Regions from separate parts of the Mus musculus genome. Here regions 1 and 3 are each linked to region 2. Evidence: chromatin contacts called from public Hi-C and HiChIP or PLAC-seq data. All regions are on one chromosome and are shown on one strand. The core of a region is the stretch at or near the end of the contact, and the rest is flanking DNA. Distances in the headings are between cores, read along the strand shown.

The links. Hi-C and Micro-C count contacts between places; a contact is called where the count stands out from the background. HiChIP or PLAC-seq counts read pairs in DNA pulled down with a chosen protein or histone mark.
Region 1: a contact with region 2 is called in an H3K27ac HiChIP or PLAC-seq map of microglia, with 5 times the contacts expected there. The contact joins two enhancer-like sites. A contact is called at or near these places in 3 of 484 Hi-C or Micro-C datasets (the G1E-ER4 cell line, bone marrow-derived macrophages and nephron progenitors) and 1 of 115 datasets of contacts at active chromatin or transcription factors (microglia).
Region 3: a contact with region 2 is called in a Hi-C map of bone marrow-derived macrophages, with 14 read pairs. The contact joins two enhancer-like sites.

Annotation. Positions count from the first base shown.
Region 1 is chr11:111,087,759-111,090,889 of GRCm38.p6, forward strand. No RefSeq gene overlaps it. Among named protein-coding and RNA genes, the nearest start is that of Kcnj2, 23 kb to the left of the region's middle. Within about 2 kb of position 1,278, at least 37 of the 459 cell types and tissues checked have an H3K27ac peak or open chromatin away from gene starts, as enhancers often do. A contact at or near this core is called in bone marrow-derived macrophages and microglia, where this site is marked.
Region 2 is chr11:110,560,670-110,564,078 of GRCm38.p6, forward strand. No RefSeq gene overlaps it. Among named protein-coding and RNA genes, the nearest start is that of Gm46300, 11 kb to the left of the region's middle. Within about 2 kb of position 1,897, at least 13 of the 459 cell types and tissues checked have an H3K27ac peak or open chromatin away from gene starts, as enhancers often do. A contact at or near this core is called in bone marrow-derived macrophages and microglia, where this site is marked.
Region 3 is chr11:111,163,622-111,166,943 of GRCm38.p6, forward strand. No RefSeq gene overlaps it. Among named protein-coding and RNA genes, the nearest start is that of Kcnj2, 99 kb to the left of the region's middle. Within about 2 kb of position 1,475, at least 7 of the 459 cell types and tissues checked have an H3K27ac peak or open chromatin away from gene starts, as enhancers often do. A contact at or near this core is called in bone marrow-derived macrophages, where this site is marked.

The DNA.
Region 1 (3,131 bases), core at 28-2,527, 530 kb after region 2:
GACAGATACAAATGGAGGGAGGGAGGGAGGAAGGAGGAGAGGGAAAGAGACAGAGATGGAGAGAGAGACAGAGAGGCAGAAAGGGAGAGACAGAGAGGAAAACAGAGACAGGGAGACAGGAGACAGACAGGCAGACAGGCAGGCAGGCAGGCAGGCAGGCAGACAGGCAACCTGCCTTCCCTGAGAATTGCTAGTATCACTCTCAGAATATCTTTTAGGACATTGGTAAGGGAGAGGACCACGTTAGCCCTAAAACCATATAGACATCACGATTTGGGGCATTCAGTTCTATTCCTTTATCATGGCTTGTCTGTGCTCACGTGGCCTGAAAAAGAAGCAATACAGGGTCTGAGCAGGTGTTGCATTTGCCCCTCCCATTTGTAACTTAGCCTCTTGCTACAGTGAAAACATGTAGCTTTTCTTTTTTTATACTTCATCCAAGATTGCATTAGATTTAGCTGGTTTCCTTTCTAATCATTTATTTGGTGTTTGTAATGAATGTGCTGTCTATGACATTTCATAAGTAGCATTTTAATAAAATCCATAGGTTATAGTACTGTATAGGCACACCAATTCTAAATATTTCCTAAATGGATTGCTGCAAGTTAAGTAGTGTTTGGAAGTGTTTACACAATGTGTCCAGTTTGTGCCAGGTGTGGGTGGTACCAGGCCTTTAAAATCTTGGCAATGAGCAGGCAAAGGCAGGCACACTTCTATTTCTTGGAGCCAGCTTAGTCTACAAAGTGAGTTCCAGGTTCTGCAGGGGTATGTAGTATGAACCTGTCTCAATCACTTGATCAGTCAACCAATTTGTAAATTCTAGTTTGATATATTGTTCTTGGGATTTCTACACATTGCAGTGCCTAATGAAAAATATAAATGAAATGAATTTTAATGGAGTTTTATTTTCAACTTGATGGAAATCCATTATACTTGCTTAAGATGCAGCAGACAGTACAGCATTAAGAGCAGATTACAAATATTTTTACGACATCAGGACAGGAACTGCGGATTAAGCGGTGAGTTTCAGGAAATAGGGCAGGTTGTTAATTTGATATTGGGCACAGCTGACTTTCCATCTGCTTGTGAGAGCCCACAACAGCTTAATCTTCACTTGGTCCATACCACACGTGGTCAAAGTTACCCTGCCCTTGAACAGACCCTTCCAGCCTCCTTATGGGCTGGAACCTGAGAGAGTCAGCAATCCTTCAACCACAGGCTGCCACCCGTGACTCTGCATGTACACATGGGCCTGTTTTTATAACCCCACATGTGAGGCAGTGAGCCTGTCGCAATAAATTCTAATCAGGGGCCCTGGGTACTTTCCCCAATTGTGACAGGCACAGGAGAGCCATCACCAGTTTAATGTTCCAATGACTCTGAGAAGCCAGGGCAAGTCCAAGTGAATTCTAAGGTCAGCTATCTCTAGCTCTTGGCATTGTCTTTGTCTCTCTTCAGAGGGGTGGAGTTTATCGTCTTCCTCATTTCCTAAGTGAGCAGAGCAGACAGTATTGCTTTTATCAGTGAGATAAATTGAAATAAAAATGCTCTCAGTATTTATAGGGCAATCAAATACTTACAAAAGAAAATGAGGGTATTTGTCAGAGACATTAAAAAGTGAGGGAATTAGATTTAAATCATATACACAATCGTTTGCTTAAGTCATGACATATTTGTTTATTCATTTTAAAACAGGCCAGGAATTTTTTCCGTGTTTTTTTTTTTTTTTTGTTTGAAAAGGAGTAGACCCTTTGCTCAACTTCTTGAGATGATAGGCATGCCTATCTGACTTTCTTTTTCAATTATTTTTTTAGAAACCAAATTAAATGAACAAAGGTGAAGATAAGTGGTTTAAGTATTGTTTTAAATTCTTTATGTAGCACCTTTGTGATACAAAGGTGAAAGATAATGTTTATAAGCCGGATTTTTTATTATTATTAAAAGAAGGGCAGGTGTGATGGTACTCATCTGTACACCCAAGCTTCCAAAACTAGGGGGGAAGAGTCAGGAGAATCAAGTGTTTAAGGCCGGACTCCACAGACAGTATCAGAGTTCTCAGCATTCTAGTGCAATAAAGAGACAAGAGTGTGGACATGGGGGTGGGGAGAGATTTAAGCCATATCTGGATAACAAAATAGATCTCTATTGTCTAGGACAACATTTCCTTCTCTGAGACCTGTGACAGTATCTTCTGATATTTTAACATTTGTTAATAGTTAGGGGTATTGATAAAGCCCTGCCCCCGACAAAGAATTATCCAGGCTATCCTTCCCACAGTCCTGAAACTGAGAAAATCACTCTGGATTATAGTTAAATTTTCTTGTCTCCTTTTTTAATGTACAAACTCAAAGATGAGTTATGACATTTCCGTATATAAATATGGCTGCACTTTTACTACAATCACTCTTTTGCTATTGTTATTTATTTCCCTATCTCCCCCACCTTCCTCCCTTTGCTTATTACTAACAGTATTCTATTCTATTCTGAGTCTGTTTACAGACCCATCCTTCCATGTTCTCAGATTCCACATTGAGATCAAATCCAGTGGGACCCGTCTTTTCGATGTTGGTTTATTTTACTTAACACAGTGATCTCAGTTTGACTGAACATGACATGACTTTCTCCTTCCTTGTGATTTATCTTCTTCACTTTATCAGTTCATATATTGATGAACAGATGGTCTGACTCATGTCTGTTGAGAACAGTGTAGCAATAAAATGGGTGTGTGGAGATGTCAGTGGGAAATAAGGCTGAGAAGGTGTCTTAAGAGTTTTAGTGCTAGGGTCAGGAAACCATAGAGATAGAAGACTGTGAACAGTCACTGAAGTTTCATTGGCTGAGAGAGCGATAGAGCTATGTTGCCTCTTAAAAAGATGAAGTGTCAAATACATAAAATTGACTGGAGGAGCAAGAGATGCAGACAGAGATAAGTATACCTGTTACAAGCCTGTGGTGATATTTCAAGTGAGAGATGGTGAGTACTTGAACTTTCGAAGAGAAGGAAAGCTATCAGTTCTGGAGGCAGAAGGGGAGTCTCCATGACCTGGAAATTGTTTAGATTTGGAGAAAGAGTACCTGGCTAAAAAGTCACAATATAGATACAGTGACAAAGAGAAGAGTCAGCAGAGAGG
Region 2 (3,409 bases), core at 647-3,146:
AAATTCTAGGTTGGCATCCTACCCAGTGTCATACATTGTACTCTTTTTATGTCTCTTTTATTACACTACAAAATAATTCTTCAGTCCTCTCTATTGCCCATTTCCTTGACAGCGGATATACGTGGGAGGGTAATTTCCTTCACCTGCCATACTTCAATTCAGGCTGTGCTCTGGTTGGATGCATTTTAGGCAGGCGTGTGTACTCTACCAAGAGACACACCTTGTCTCTTTGTTTATCAGTTTTTTTTGTTGTCATCTGTTTGGTTAGGGTGGCATTGGATGTTGTAAAATTGCTGTACTTCATAAGGGTATGCAGAAAAAAACACTCTGAGTTCATGTGATTATTCCTTCATTTCTCAGCAAAAAATTTCACAGCAGCTTAAGCACCAGGTGGGATCCGCCTTTGTAACTATTATTACTGTGGTGCGTGCCAAAGTGAATTTTAAGACTCTCTTATTTCCTGCATGTATCAGCTCCAGTTGTGTGTGTGTCTGTGTAAGTATGTGAACATGTTCATGGATGGGGAGGTATGTGTGTGTGTTTCTACACCTGGAGGCCAAAGGTCAAAGTCTGCTGCTCTTCATTGTCATGCTCCACTTAATATTTTCAGAGTCTCTCACTGAGCCTGGGGCTGCTGACTTAGCTGGACTGGCTGGCCAGAAAATCCCAAAGACCCTCCTAAGTCCACTTCCCCAGAGCTGGGATTACTGCTGAGCCTGACATTTTGTGTGAGTTCTAGTGCATCAAACTCAGACCTCCATGCTTGTCTGAGAAGGGTTTTATTGACTTGACCTTGACTATCTCCCAGTATTAGTTACAGTTTTTAGATCTTTCTCTCTCTCTCTCTCCCCCCTGACCCCATTCTTCCAAGTCACGGCTTTTTAATTTTGTTTTGTGGCTTATACATTGTTGTTTTGATGTTTCAAAGCTTCAGGATAACTTTTGTCTGCTTGTGCTTATGTGTGCGTGCGTGTGCATGCATAGGTGTGTAGGGTATGTGTGTATGTGCATACGTGTACATATTTGTATGTGTAGGGTCTGAGTGCATGCATGCATGTACAGTTGCTGTTTAACACTGTGCCTATAGATTTTGGGCACTCAAATATTTTTGGAATGCAGTTCCGAGTCAAAAGAATAAATCTGTGCAGGGCAGTGTTGCACACTCCTTTAATCCCATCACTCGGGAGGCAGAGGCAGGCGGATTTCTGAGTTTGAGGCCAGCCTGGTCTACAGAGTGAGTTCCAGGACAGTCAGGGCTACACAGAGAAACTCTGTTTTGAAAAACCAAAAGAAGAAAGAGAAAAAAAAAAAGAATAAATCTGTAAATGTGGAATAGTAGGACTTGTCTTTTAATAAATTATTTTTTTCTCAATTACGTTTGAGATTCTGAAAGGTCTTTATTCAAAGCATTTCCCTCTTTAGAAACTCTTCTGTTCCAGCTCATTAGGAAGGGGTCCAAGTTCCCATTTGATTTAGAAACTTCTTCTTTTTCCCCCCCTAGGACTGGAAAGTTGTCACCCTTAGGGATTTTGGAAAGATTTTAACATGAATCCAGGAAATCCAATTCTGTTCAAAATCAATTATTTGTGTTTTCTGAAAAAATCTATTTTCTGAAAATCTATTTTCTGAAATCTATAAAAACTACTCTCAAAAAGAATTCTAGGAAATTGCTTCCCTTCATTACCCGTCTGCCTGGTGTTCCCCCTTTAGTTTGTCCAAAAGGGAGGAAATAATGTTCACACTTTTCACGATGCTATGATGACTGAGATATGCTCGCGGGTCCAGTGAGCTTTCTGGGGTGGGAGGGTCTGAGTCTCCTTGGGAACTTCAAGGCCATTGCTGCTGACCGCCTGGGGCAGGAAGGAACTCATGAGTAGTGAGGGGGAAGTAGCTAAGCCTGGCTTAGAGGAAGTGTAACTGGCAATATTTTCCCAATTCCTAAGTCAAGTCTGCTTTACCGTCAATAACTAATAACTCAGAGGATACAACCTTGGAAATGCATTTCCTCAGGGATGCGGCCTATGAGGCAGGCAGCTTCTTTATTATTATTATTATTATTATTATTATTATTATTGGTTAGTAGGCATCAAAGTGTATAGCTTATAGCAGGAATTCAGTGGGACTTCCAGTTTGTCTCCACTCCCAGCGCTGTGAGCTTTGCCCACTTGCTCATCTCCCCGCAGTGTGGGAGCGAACCCAGCTGAGATGGATCTTTTTCTAGGCTGGGTGTCATAGAAGCTTTGAGCAGGGGCGTAGGTGCATAGTTAAGCATCCCCATGTTCTGATTACCTAACCAATTGCCATTGAATCTTGGAGCAAAATTGGTCCCCTGTGTCTTTTTGAGTCATTGGCAATTGTTGGAAGAGGTGAAGATAGTTTCTTTTGGAAGAAGAACCGAAAGCAATTTACTCTGAGTAGCTAAGTATGTTATTTCGGGGAACAGCATGACCATCAGATATGCACAAAGCAATTTGGAAGTCACCATGTGGAATGTATTCTGTTTACTGCATTCAGAAAAGTCATTTTAATTGGTCTCTGCAACCCATCACTGGGAATCCCTCTTCCCATAGCTGGTGCCTAGCCCATGCCTGTGCTCCGTTCTCTTTCCCATTCCCGCTTCCGCAGTAGCTCTGCTACTGTTCTGTGTCCGTGGCCCCATCACTCAAATGGTTTTACCAACAGGATTGACCTTGGCAACTGTGACGCTGCGAAGATCACGTTTGACAGGCGCTCTCTTGTTTTTAGCGTCCAGTTTCGCTGGAGGCTGCAGGAAGCTGCCTCCCGCAGGCTGAGGTCTGGAGGAGAAGCTGATAACACAAGGAGAAGCACCTGGTAGCAGCAGCAGCACTTCATCCAGGATGAAAACAGGAACTAAAATATAAACAACATCCTTTTTCCAGAAGCCAGAGCTCAGCTCCCTCCCGAGTGGGGTTGAGTCTGTTCTCCCAAGAGTCTCACGAGAACCTTTACTGAGGCAGGAAGGAAGGTCAGGGCATGAAGCAGGGTTTCAAGATTTCCGGTGGAAATCATCAAAAAGGATTTTTTTAAAAAAAAATTGTTATTGTTGTTGACGATCTTTTAAGTTCACGAATATGAGCAATAATCGTAGTTACAGCGCCGCACTTGCTTTTAGATGAATAAAAATTTAAATAGCTCAAGTCTGACAACATTTCCAAGGAAATGATGCAAATGGATCAAAGCGAAAAAGAAGAAAGGGCACGCTGCTGATCTCGTCTTTCCCACACCGTTTCGTCTGAAATGGATGTTATTTGTAACAGGGAAGTATGGCATCATGTTCCCTGTGATTGGTTGCTCGGCCAGTGTGTTCTGCTCACCCAATAAAGCAGAAATGTATGTGGAGTGAGGCGAGGGCTCTCCTCAGTGCCTCCAGTCAGTATGTAATGACTCA
Region 3 (3,322 bases), core at 225-2,724, 600 kb after region 2:
CACAGTCGCTATTGGATGGATCACAGGGCCCCCAGTGGAGGAGCTAGAGAAAGTACCCAAGGAGCTAAAGGGATCTGCAACCCTATAGGTGGAACAACATTATGAACTAACCAGTACCCCGAAGCTCTTGACTCTAGCTGCATATGTATCAAAAGATGGCCGAGTAGGCCCTCACTGGAAAGAGAGGCCCATTGGTCGTGCAAACTTTATATGCCCCAGTACAGGGGAACGCCAGGGCCAAAAAGTGGGAGTGGGTGGGTAGGGGAGTGGGGGGAGAGGGTATGGGGGACTTTTGGGATAGCATTTGAAATGTAAATGAAGAAACTACCTAATTAAAAAAATTATAAAAAAAACTTGTATCACAAAAATCTGCTTGAAAGAAAAAGATGTTGATTGTATCACTGAGATATGGTTTGTTCTAAGTTAAGATGAAAATGAACTTCATTCCCTTCTGCATGACCTCAGCAGGATGAGGGATCGCAAGGTAGCACACGAGGCGGCACGATGCCACAGCACAGAAAGGCACTTGCTACTGAGCCTTAGGACCCGAGTTCCATTCTGGAAACTGTGTAGTGGAAGGAAATAACGGATTCCTGCAAGCTGTCCTCTGACATCTACACTTGTGCTATGCTATGTGTGTATATCCCAACTCTCTGCACGCATATCACACAAAATAAAATTTAGGGAAAAATATAGAACAAAAGTTTTAGAAGCAGTGAAGGATGCTACAGAGGGTACAATCTTTATTACAGGTCATTTTATTAGTGGCAACCCTTCGTTGACCTTTTGGTGATGTAACAAATTCAGGAGTCAGGATCTCTATTTATGTTCACTCAAGATATAATTCCTTCATGTCAAACACATAAGAGTTGACATCTGCAGTAATCCTGCAGCGGAAAGCCATCTATGATTCTATATTGTTTCTGTTTTGAAAGTCAAATCCAGTCAGCCTTTTAACATTATATTTGATTACTTTGTTTCTTGTCTTACTGAGAAGTTAAGTGGTTGAATAGAATATCAGTATTATTGTAATTTTTATTGTTTAGGGGAAAGTCTCAGACAGTCATAGCCAGGTACTGTCATGGGAAATTGCCACATGCTTTCATTAGTCTGGAATCAATGCCTAAAATAACTTCATTTCATTCCCCTCAATGACTCTGGAATAATAGTTATACTGTACTCTTCCAAACCAAGGGATAAGTTATATAATTTATCAAATCCATCCTATTAGTATACAATTTGAATTCAGCATTTAAATCCAAGGTGGCAACAACTGGGAGCCTGTTAAATCTCCATTGTTCTGCCATGGCATGCACAAGAGATTGTCAGTAGGAAGCTGTGATGCACAGACAATGATCATATGAGCAAGGTGAAAAGTGTGAGGGAGTTGGAGAAACAACACTTAACTCTGATACACAGAGGGCTTCTAAGCAGCTTCAGGAAGGAGAAGTCACAAGCAACTTCATAAAGGACAGTTTCTCCCACATCAGATAAGGAAGCAGAAAAATAGAAATAGGAAGTGCAGGGTCCTGGTGGGAGCTCAGCTGATATTCCCATTTCTGCTTTAAATACTTTTGTTTTTGCTCAATTTCTTTACTTTACTCTCCAGGCAAGTAGAAATGGTGGCTAGAGAGTAAGAAGTGATATTTTTAAAAGCTCATTTGAAATGCTTCTGTAAGAACAAGATGAGGGCAACTGAACTTTATGGTCAGTTAAGTGTCAGCAGTGTACTTATAACTTGGAACAGTTAGCTTTCATCTAGATGAGAAAGAAAGCTAGGTTACCTCAAAGCCCTGCTTATGTGTCTTTATTTCCACATTCTCCTAACGTCAACAAGCTTTCCCGTGCCCTCAGGAGTGGGTTGGTCACTGCAGCGACAGAGATACACTGACCTAAACGTTCTTGACTTCTCCAGGACTCCTATTGGCAAGGTGGTTAAAATGTTTGCTCCACTGTGCCGTTACCTTTCTCCTCCACGATCTCTCTGGGAATATTTATCTATGAGGAGTTACAAAAAAGATTCTTGGCCTTAGAGGAAAGACAGATGAACAAATTAACCCCTAAGGGATTGTGTTGGCTTTTTCTGGTCATGGTGTCTACCTGGGTTACTCTTTTTTTTTTTTTCTCATATCCTCCTGTATGGAATGCAGAGTAATGAGGAAAACCATCATTAGTACAGAATTTACGGACAAATCCAAAAGTCATCACTCTTCTTCGCTTTTCTCTGATTACTAGATTAAAATAAATAAAGATGGGGAAGCGCCATGGTGTTGTATTTGGTACTGGCTGTTCACATTAAGATGTCATGTGTATTTCCTGGCATAGCTTCTATTGACTTTGTGTCTGGGCTTGAGTGTTAATCATACATTTCAAATTAAAGTGGGAATCGCTGAAGATTTATGGCAGTGTGTGCTTTTTTTTTTTCCTCATGCAGCATAGATCAGACAACTCTTCATGACTCCGTGGAGATAAAGATGGGACTGTTAGAAATAAGGTACCCACCTTTACTATTCCACAGGCTTCTGAATGGACACACAAAGGAGAACAATGTGATGAAAAATCTGTGTTAAAAAAAAGTCGCGTCTGGATGGTGGTGGCACATACCTTTAATCCTAGCAGTTTGGAGGCAGAGGCAGGCAGATCTCTGAGTTCTAGGCCAGCCTGCTCTACATCAAGCATTCCGGGACAATCAGGGCTAAAGAGAAAAACTGTCTTAAGAAAAAAGACAAAAAATACAGAAAGGAAGGAAGAAAGGGAAGAAGGAAGGAAGGAAGAGGGAAAAGAACAGAAAGAAAAGAGAACAAGAAATAAGTCTTTGATTTGCCCTCAGTATCTACTGGGAATTTAGCATTGTAAAGCCTCTACCTAGGGCTAGGGAGATAGCTCAAATGGTAAAATACATGTCTTGTAAGCGTAACGGATTAGATGAGATTGTTCTTCCAGAATATACATGAACAAGCTGAACCGCACTTACAATTCCAGAACTCAGAAGGTGAAGACAAGTGGATCCTTAGAGCTCATTGGCCATTCATCCCAGAACAGTCAGGCCAAGACAGCCTGTCTCAAAACTCAAGCTGATGGAGCTGTAGAGATAGCACAGAGGTTGAAAGCACTTGGGGCTCCTACAGAGGAACCAGGTTTGCATCCATGGAATGGCTCATAGCAATCTGTAATTCCACTCCCAGGCTATCCATTGCTCTCTCTTGATCTCTGCAGGTATCAAGCACATACATGGTATAAACACATATGTGCATAAACCATTCATTCACATAGAGAGAAATGAAAGTTTAAACATGTTTTTAAAAATCAAAGTAAATGAGCC